Regions from separate parts of the Gossypium arboreum genome. Here region 2 is linked to region 1. A link is a contact called in public Hi-C data. All regions are on one chromosome and are shown on one strand. The core of a region is the stretch at or near the end of the contact, and the rest is flanking DNA. Distances in the headings are between cores, read along the strand shown. Region 1 has its middle 59 kb from the start of LOC108470829. Region 2 holds the start of LOC108465454.

Region 1 (4,066 bases), core at 748-3,247:
GGATTATTATTTAATTGGTTGAATAAGTTAAATAATTGAACCTAAAATGAAAACTATATTATGTAGTCATTGTAATTTAATTTAATTTTATTTGTATAATTAAATAAGTTTACATATAAATTCTAATATGATAAAGTCATTATGATTTTAACAAAATTAAAATTTATTTGTTTTAATTATATAATTAGTTATTTTAATTGAAAAATATTTAAAGGAATATTTGATTAAATATATGCTTGATTTTTTTTTATTTAAACAAAGAGAGGTAAGTTGAATAAATTGGACCAGATAAAGGTCAGCCCAATTAAGGCAAGGGGTTGCGGCATAGGGACTTGACTTTTTTTCCATGGGAGTTGCCGGCCGATACGCTCTTGAGAGTCTTAATTGGATCGGAACTCCTCTATTTTAATTAATTTAAAACTTCGACGGGAATTAAAATCTTGCATAAGTTCCTCTATAATAAAATTTATGAAGTATCAAATACTAAGGAAAATTCTATATAAATTTAGTGATATTTTATTTGGGTAATTTTATATAAATTTAGTGATATTTTATTTAAGTAATTTTTCTTGTAATCAATTTTTTAAAACAAATTTGGATTCTAGATCAAGAGTAATTATAATTTCAATTACCAAGTGATTATAATTCGAATCTAGAAATTTGAAAATTTTGGTTTCGACTATAGAGGATTGAGCAATGGCTCTTTTAGGAGAGTTTAGGTTTTGTTTTTAATACATGTGCTTTGGTTTTTATTTATAATTTATTTATCTAAAAATGATTTTTAATTTTTTTGAAAATTTTAGAATTAAAATTAAATTAATAGGTTTTGTAAATGTTAAAGGTTAAATTTATTAAATATTTTAGATTTAAGATCAAATTGATAGAATGTATAAATATTAAAAGACTAAATTCATATTAGGCTAATAAAAAAGGGCCCACGTCAGCTTTATATAATTAGTCTAATCACAATGAACGAAAAAATGATTAAAATATTTAATTTAAAAAGTAAAATAATTAAATTAAAAATTAATAGTGAGATGATTAAAATAGAACTAAATTCATAGGTGGGTTAACACATGGGGTTTCTAACTATAACACATGGGATTTTTTATTCCTATTTTTTGTGCTTTATATTAATTTTTATTTTATATTGTAATTGTTCGGATATATCTATCTAATATTAAACCTTTCAAATAAATTTTTAAAATTATAAGTTGAATTTTAAATTTAAAAATTTTGAAATGATGAATGAATTTTGGCTCCACCTAAAATAAATTTTTAGTTTCGTGGCTCGATAATTATATTGTGTGAGACAGGGTACAATGCGTATCATCCCTACGGTCAATTATTTCAAAACAATATTTTAGTGAACTTTTATCATTTGGTATGGGTGTTTTGGGCACAGCTAGATTTGATTGTGTGGACATCATTTGCATGAGGATGGCATTGGTCTAGGCTTCTTATGACTATGATCTTTGAGGGTCCCAATTCTATCCGACTACTTTTTGCATCATCAAAAGTCATAATCAAAAGCATGTTGGACATTGAAAAATATCAACCAAAAGCCCATCTCCTTCATTCCATGGGCTTAAAGTTGGGAGGCAAAAAAGCCCTTACTGAATTGGGCAAAACCCAACCAAAGGTAAGGAGAAAAAAAGGGGTCAGAAAATTACGATTATACTAAAAAGGTGCACAATATTACAAGTGACATAAATATTTTCCATGCCCAGTTTCATGCTGTGTGTGTGGACGTATTATGATATCATCATCATAAGAGAAGTGAGAATGAGACTCCACCCAAAAACATGGTGGGGGTGATGTGGCAAAATGACAAGAAAATGGGGACCACCTTGGGGTGTGTTGATGGTGGTCACCAAAACCCCTTTCTCCAGAAGTAAGCAGAGTCAGAGTCCGAGTCTAGTGCAGTGCAGTGCTGTGCTGTGCAGTGCAGTGACAGACAGGTGAAAAGCATCTGAGGCGTCCGGCTACTTGCCCCCTCTACCACCGGCACTACAACTCTACCTCAAATTTCGATACCTCCCCTTAGCTACTATATATTATTGTTTTCTCTTCTCCCACTTTGGATTTTTCTTAATTAGGTAATTGAGTTAAAATCATTCTCTTCTCATTATTATTAAACCATAAATTGGAGTTTAAATTATACAATTTTCCTATCTTTCTACCTTTGTGATTGTTAGTTCAATTAGTATAAACATAACCAATTAAAAATTTTATCCTGCAAAACAAAAATAAAAAGTATTAATTTTTTCTTTTATATATATATATATATATATATTCTTTTTACTTTATATTTTTCCTTTTCTTCTTTTCTGAGATTCAGCTTTTTAGTTTAAATGTTTTGGGTTTGATGATTTTGATTAAGGTTTTAGAATAGATCAAGTTGTAATTTTTATTTTGATTATTAAAATTCATAAAAATAAAAATATTTTAAAATAGTAAAAATTAGTTCAACTAGTTTAATTAGGTTTTTTTAACTTGGTTCAACCGACTTGTATTGTTTTATGGGTAAATTCATTCAGCCTCTATCTCCGACCCACCTGAAAAATGGAAGGGTTTGAGTAAAAATATAGGCCCAAAAAATGGGCTTGGACAAAAAAATAAGGCCCCTTTAGAAAACAGGCCGGGTCTCAAGCAAGATTTTTTTGACCCGGCACTGCCTGCAGACAGCCCAAATTATATAATAATTTTTATTTTATTTTATTTTTAATCATTTTAAATTTTTAATATAACCACTTTTTATTATATTTTCAATTTGTGTATTGTTTTAAGAATTATTTTAATATCATTTTTTTATTTTTTTAATATTTGTTTTCATTTTTTAAAATGTATTTGATTTATTATCTTTTAAAAAATATATTTAATAAAATAAGCTAAAAAATTTTAATATAAATTTGGGCAGTCGACTCGGGCTTAGCAATTTTATTTTGGGCCGAGCTTGGACCATTTTTTATGCCCATATTTCGGGCCGGGCAAGGCCCAAGCGTAGAAAAAGGGCCTAAATTTTTGTTTGGGCCCTGCCCAGCCCATGATTAGCTCTACTCCGGACTGATATCTGGTTGATTGTCAATCAAACCAGTTGGTTCAATTCGATTTTGAAAACACTGATTTTGATCGATGAAAAAACTTTTTCAATCTCATCAAGTCGAGCAAGCAGGCGGTGAAGTATAAAAACAAAATTAATTGCCAATGTTTGGAACTCAAGAGGGTGAATATCGAGCATTGTTGGCCCTACCAAACATTATAAAGGAAGAAGAAAGGGGAAAAAGTAGGGAAAAAAAAAGGAGAATAATGTAAAAGAGAATAAAAGAATTAAAAATTATTTTTTAAAAGTTTATACGACATGACAATCTATTATTGGCTATTACTTTTAAATCGATATAACATTTCGAGTAAAATGAGTAATGGAATAATAGTTTAGGTATCACTTGTTGGCCAAAAATTTAGGTACCAATTTGAGAAAAATTATATAGTTTAGATACTAATTTATGGATTAAGTCTTTTTAAAAATAAAGTTAATAGTTTAACTGTCAAGATACCAACTTTGAAAAAATAGTTTAAATATCACTTATAACAAAAACAATTAAATACCAAAATAATAAAATGGTATAATTTATAAATCAATTTGTGGCTTATCTCTTATTATTGTTATTTAAGGTATGTATCATGTTATCAATTTTCTTTATAAATTTTTTTGAAAAATTTTCTTTATAAATTGTTTAACTGTTTTCTGTAATTGTAACTTCAAACAAAAATTTTGCTTATACATTTAATTATTTCATTATCAGTTCTAATAATTTATTTAGACTTTCAACTTTACAAAAAAAAGTTATTTTAGTCTTTTATTTAATTTTTGTCTTTTTTAGCTCTTAAACTTGAGTTTTTTATCAAATCACCCCAAGATGAATAAAAAGTTAACTTTTTTTAAATTTTGTTGTAATTGCATGCACGTGGATTACCACATGGATGACACATAAACATTTAATTAGTTTTTTAAAATTTAAAATTTATTTTTAAAAATCATTAAAATTATTTTAAATATTATGAA
Region 2 (4,066 bases), core at 1,117-3,616, 140 kb before region 1:
TAGCAACTCTTTTTCTTCCATATTGACAAGCTGCAACATATAGAAATTTGATATCGATGGAGATTCATCTTCCCAAAGGGAAGCCATTGCACTAGTGGATGGCTAGTGAGGACATTTGAATGAATTTCATCTCTCTTAAATTTGCTTATGTAAACTAATCCTCTGAACAATTGCAAATCGATTACATAGGAGTATACTAGGCCATACATGAGATATTCATGGTTTTGGCAATGGTTAACCACAAGTCCATAACTCACTAGGCATCAAAAGAAAAAGGGATGCATCTTAATCAGATGAAAAGGGAAGCCTTAATTGCATTTAATTTTTAGAGAAATCATCCTACCCATGAATAAAAATATTTCACATTTTTAGTTCCATTTCTGATAAAAGCTTATATAGTGGAAATTGAACACTTACAGCACAACGGGTACAACAGTCAAAAACTTCCTGTTTGGAGTGAGTTGCTTGCCGTTATCTATTTGCTCCCACCAAGTCAAACCATTGTAAATACCTTGGTCATCAGCAAATGGTGTTCCCTTTTTCCAGTGAAAGAAGTGATATGTAACCTAAGGTAAGACGTGAATAATGCGCAACAAACTCGTTAAGAAACATAGACTGCAAAGCTGATAATACTATATCATTTATGATTGTTGTGGTAAATAGTGAAGACTATAATTTCGGTATAAGGACAAGCAAATCTCCAACTAGATTTACAATTTATTATTTCCTGAAAAGGAACAAACAAATTGATTCAAATTTATAAACAGCACTTCAAAGAACTTAATTCTAGCCACGTAGAGAAGGGGGAAAAAGGAATGTCAGTTATTCAGATGAATCTCAAGCATGATGAGAAAAGGGAAGAGTTTTTTGGTAAATTTGCATTATATGCTTTCCTCCACTCCTCAAGAGACAGGAAAGAATGCTATTCAGAAGAGGTGCAAAGATGTTGATAATCACAGGTGGGTGCTACTGAGCATACCCTTACGAATTAAAAATTCAAATTTCCTTTCATTCAGACAACAAGTCATCAAGAAAACTATCAAGATAATTAGAAAAGTATTGCACAACTCATGACAAAGGAAAACAGATGTAATTATGAAGTCAATTAACTCTTTACAACCATCTCAAGAGGATGACAAACAATGGGTTTAGAAATACAAGATAACTAAGCATCCTGATTGATGGAATATGGTATTATTCTATACTTCCTCATATTAGCCATGCAAGTCTATACGGCGAAAAAGAAAAGGATTAAGAAAACCATCTATTGTACGATTGCAACTTAGAATGAATATACCATTCAAGCCAACTTGAACTTGCACTGAATTCCCATAGATAATTCAGTGTACTAGTTACCTTTGTTCCAAGCTTCTTTTTTTTTTCGTTTTTTAAACAAAAGAGCCTCAAGAGCTCCATCTAACCATAAGTAGCGTGTTGAGCAAGCCTAACCTATTTAATACCAAGAAAACCTCATGCCATCTCATTCCAAGTACTAGTTCAGTTGGTGCTGAACCCCCCAAAAAAAAAAAATTATCTAATTAAAACCAGCAACAGGCTTGAAGATATATACAGCACAAAGGCCAAGAAACTCATGGAACATGCACAATTAATTCAAGAACACAATGAACAGAACAAATTATTCAGCCAAAAGAAAAAAAGAAAAAAAAAACAGAACAATTTAATACTAAGCTGTACTCATAGACATAGGTAAACATGCAAATTCAAAAGTCGAACTTTCTAATATTACTCTACAACGAGCAGCCGAGATACCTGCTAAATTTCTAAAGGAAATAATCCCAAAATTTTAACAAACGCAGGGAGTCTCAATAAATCATAAAAATCTATCAAGAAAACACACTCGCTAAGAAAATAAACATAAATATCAAATTAAAAACCAGATAAGGAATGCAACAAAAAGAACACCCAAGTTCTATGCTTACGACAAAAAAAGAACCCAACTTTGAAGAATCGAGATAAGAGAGAGAGAAAGCTTACAAAGAAATGGGTGAGATGAACAATGGTCCAAGCGATTCCCGGAGAGGTACCAAATACAGATAAAACCATGAGCCACGAAAAGAAAACGATCAAGATATAAGCGGTCCAAACCCCTGGATAGGTGAACCACTCAGTGTTCTTGTTCAGATCTGTGGGTGGCACAGCTCTCACGTACATCTTTTAATTTGGTTATTTCTCTTCTGGGCTTTCTCTTTCTTCTCTTTCTTCTCTTTCTTCCTCAAACAAACGGATGGGTGACTCAAGGATTGCTAATGGTGAAATATGCTCGTTGGTAGTGTATTGGGGTTTTACCAATTCCGTTGTTGCGAAGCTGTCGCTACAGAATTGGGGGAGTATGCGTGGATTTTTCTTTAATATAGGCTTAAGCGTGTAAACGTCTTTTCTTTTATGCAAATAAAAATTTTCACAATTCTTTTCTTAAAAAAAATTCTAGTTAAATATCCCTAATTTTTTTAGCTAGAATCACCTCATATCACAACCACGACATATGTTAAAAAATTATAAAAATTAAAATCAATACAAATTATTAAATTTTAATAAAAATATAAAATTATTTTAAAATAACTTTTTATAAAGCTAGAGAATTGAATAAGTTAAGTTAGAGAATTGAATAAGTTATTATACCTTTTCTTCAAAGAATTTATTTAAAAATAATTTATAAGTTAATTAAATATCTGTTTGATTCTTGGTTTAAATTATAAGTATATTCCTTTTTTTAAAGAAAATTAAGAATTTAGGCTTTTTTTTATATTTATGAGAATAATTCGTTTTTTGAGAGAGAGAGAGTGAAAATGAGTACTTTCTTAGATTTTTTTTTTCTTTGTTGTTAGAAATTAGAGTTTATTTTTGTTTGTGTTTGTGATAGACATTGTTATAGTTTTAAGTATGTTTGAATTAAAGGTAATGTTGTGGAGCTCGGTGACCTACAAATTCCATCTGCCATGTAAGTATGAAGTCATCAACTGAGAAGTCGGATTTCATTGCAATTCAAGGTCCGAGTTGACAGTGATTATGTTGGATTTGGTGCTCTAACTGTAGTATTTTCATCAATGTACACTTGTAAATTTTTTTGAAAAGATTTGTTAATAAAATTATTCATGAATTACATTAATACTTTGTATTGCACGCAAACCAAAATGGAAGCAAATGTTGCTCACTAGTTGGCTAATGCTTAAATAATACTAAGCGATATTATGTAATCAGATGACAATACAAAAAGACAACATGTATTAGTAGACAAACCTAAACACGTCCTTAGTCTAATCGAAAACGAGCAAACCGATTGAAAGACTAATATGTCGTCAATCAAGTTCAATTATGAAGATGTTTTGTCTTGGGAATCAGAGCGGATGATTCCCAGAAGATAGAGACATATGTGTGACTGACTAGACTGACAGTACATCAGACAAGACCCAAAAAGAATAGATCTTGAATTTGTTTATGGATTTATTCACTTGTGACGCTCATAGTGTGACACACCTAAATCTTGAGTGGATAACGGATTATATATTCATGACTCGTACATTTTGATATAAGTAAAAACCTAAGATCGAATAGATAATAAACCAATAGCTGGTGCGTTGGGTGTACAGCTTCTACAATATGTAGCGCCATTCACAATAGTGGAATTCATAACTCGAGACATGGGTAAATAATATCCTCTCATTGACATTACATGGTTGATGAAAAGTAAATGTGGTCAGGGTCATTCGTTTTTTAGAGGAATGACTTAATTACTATTTTATAGTAATTGACTTTTTATGAAGAAAGATGTAATGGTTACCATGAGATAAAATAAGATCATTGTAACACCCCTTACCCGTACCTGAGGCCGGGATAAGGTACGAGGCGTTATCGGACAAACATACAAACATTAAACTAAAATACGGGCCATAAAATTTCATTCATATTTCAAAATGTTCATTCACTTACACATAGTCCCTTATTTGAGTCTACGGAGCCCAAAACATACTTTAGAAAGGTTTCGGGACTAAACCGAGAACTTACGAAAATCTTGGAAATTTCATGCTTTAAAGTTCCACACGCCCGT

What was found. Hi-C and Micro-C count contacts between places; a contact is called where the count stands out from the background.
Region 2: a Hi-C map of leaf shows a contact between it and region 1, with 2.8 times the contacts expected there. The contact joins the promoter of LOC108465454 here to the enhancer-like site in region 1. A contact is called at or near these places in 2 of 5 Hi-C or Micro-C datasets (both in leaf).

The regions. Positions count from the first base shown.
Region 1 is chr8:45,797,587-45,801,652 of ASM2569848v2, reverse strand. No RefSeq gene overlaps it. Among protein-coding and RNA genes, the nearest start is that of LOC108470829, 59 kb to the right of the region's middle. Within about 2 kb of position 1,997, at least 2 of the 2 cell types and tissues checked have an H3K27ac peak or open chromatin away from gene starts, as enhancers often do. A contact at or near this core is called in leaf, where this site is marked.
Region 2 is chr8:45,940,201-45,944,266 of ASM2569848v2, reverse strand. It overlaps LOC108465454, which reads right to left and starts at 2,366. Exons shown (of 3, transcript XM_017765775.2): 1 at 1,996-2,366; 2 at 418-566. The coding sequence starts at 2,172.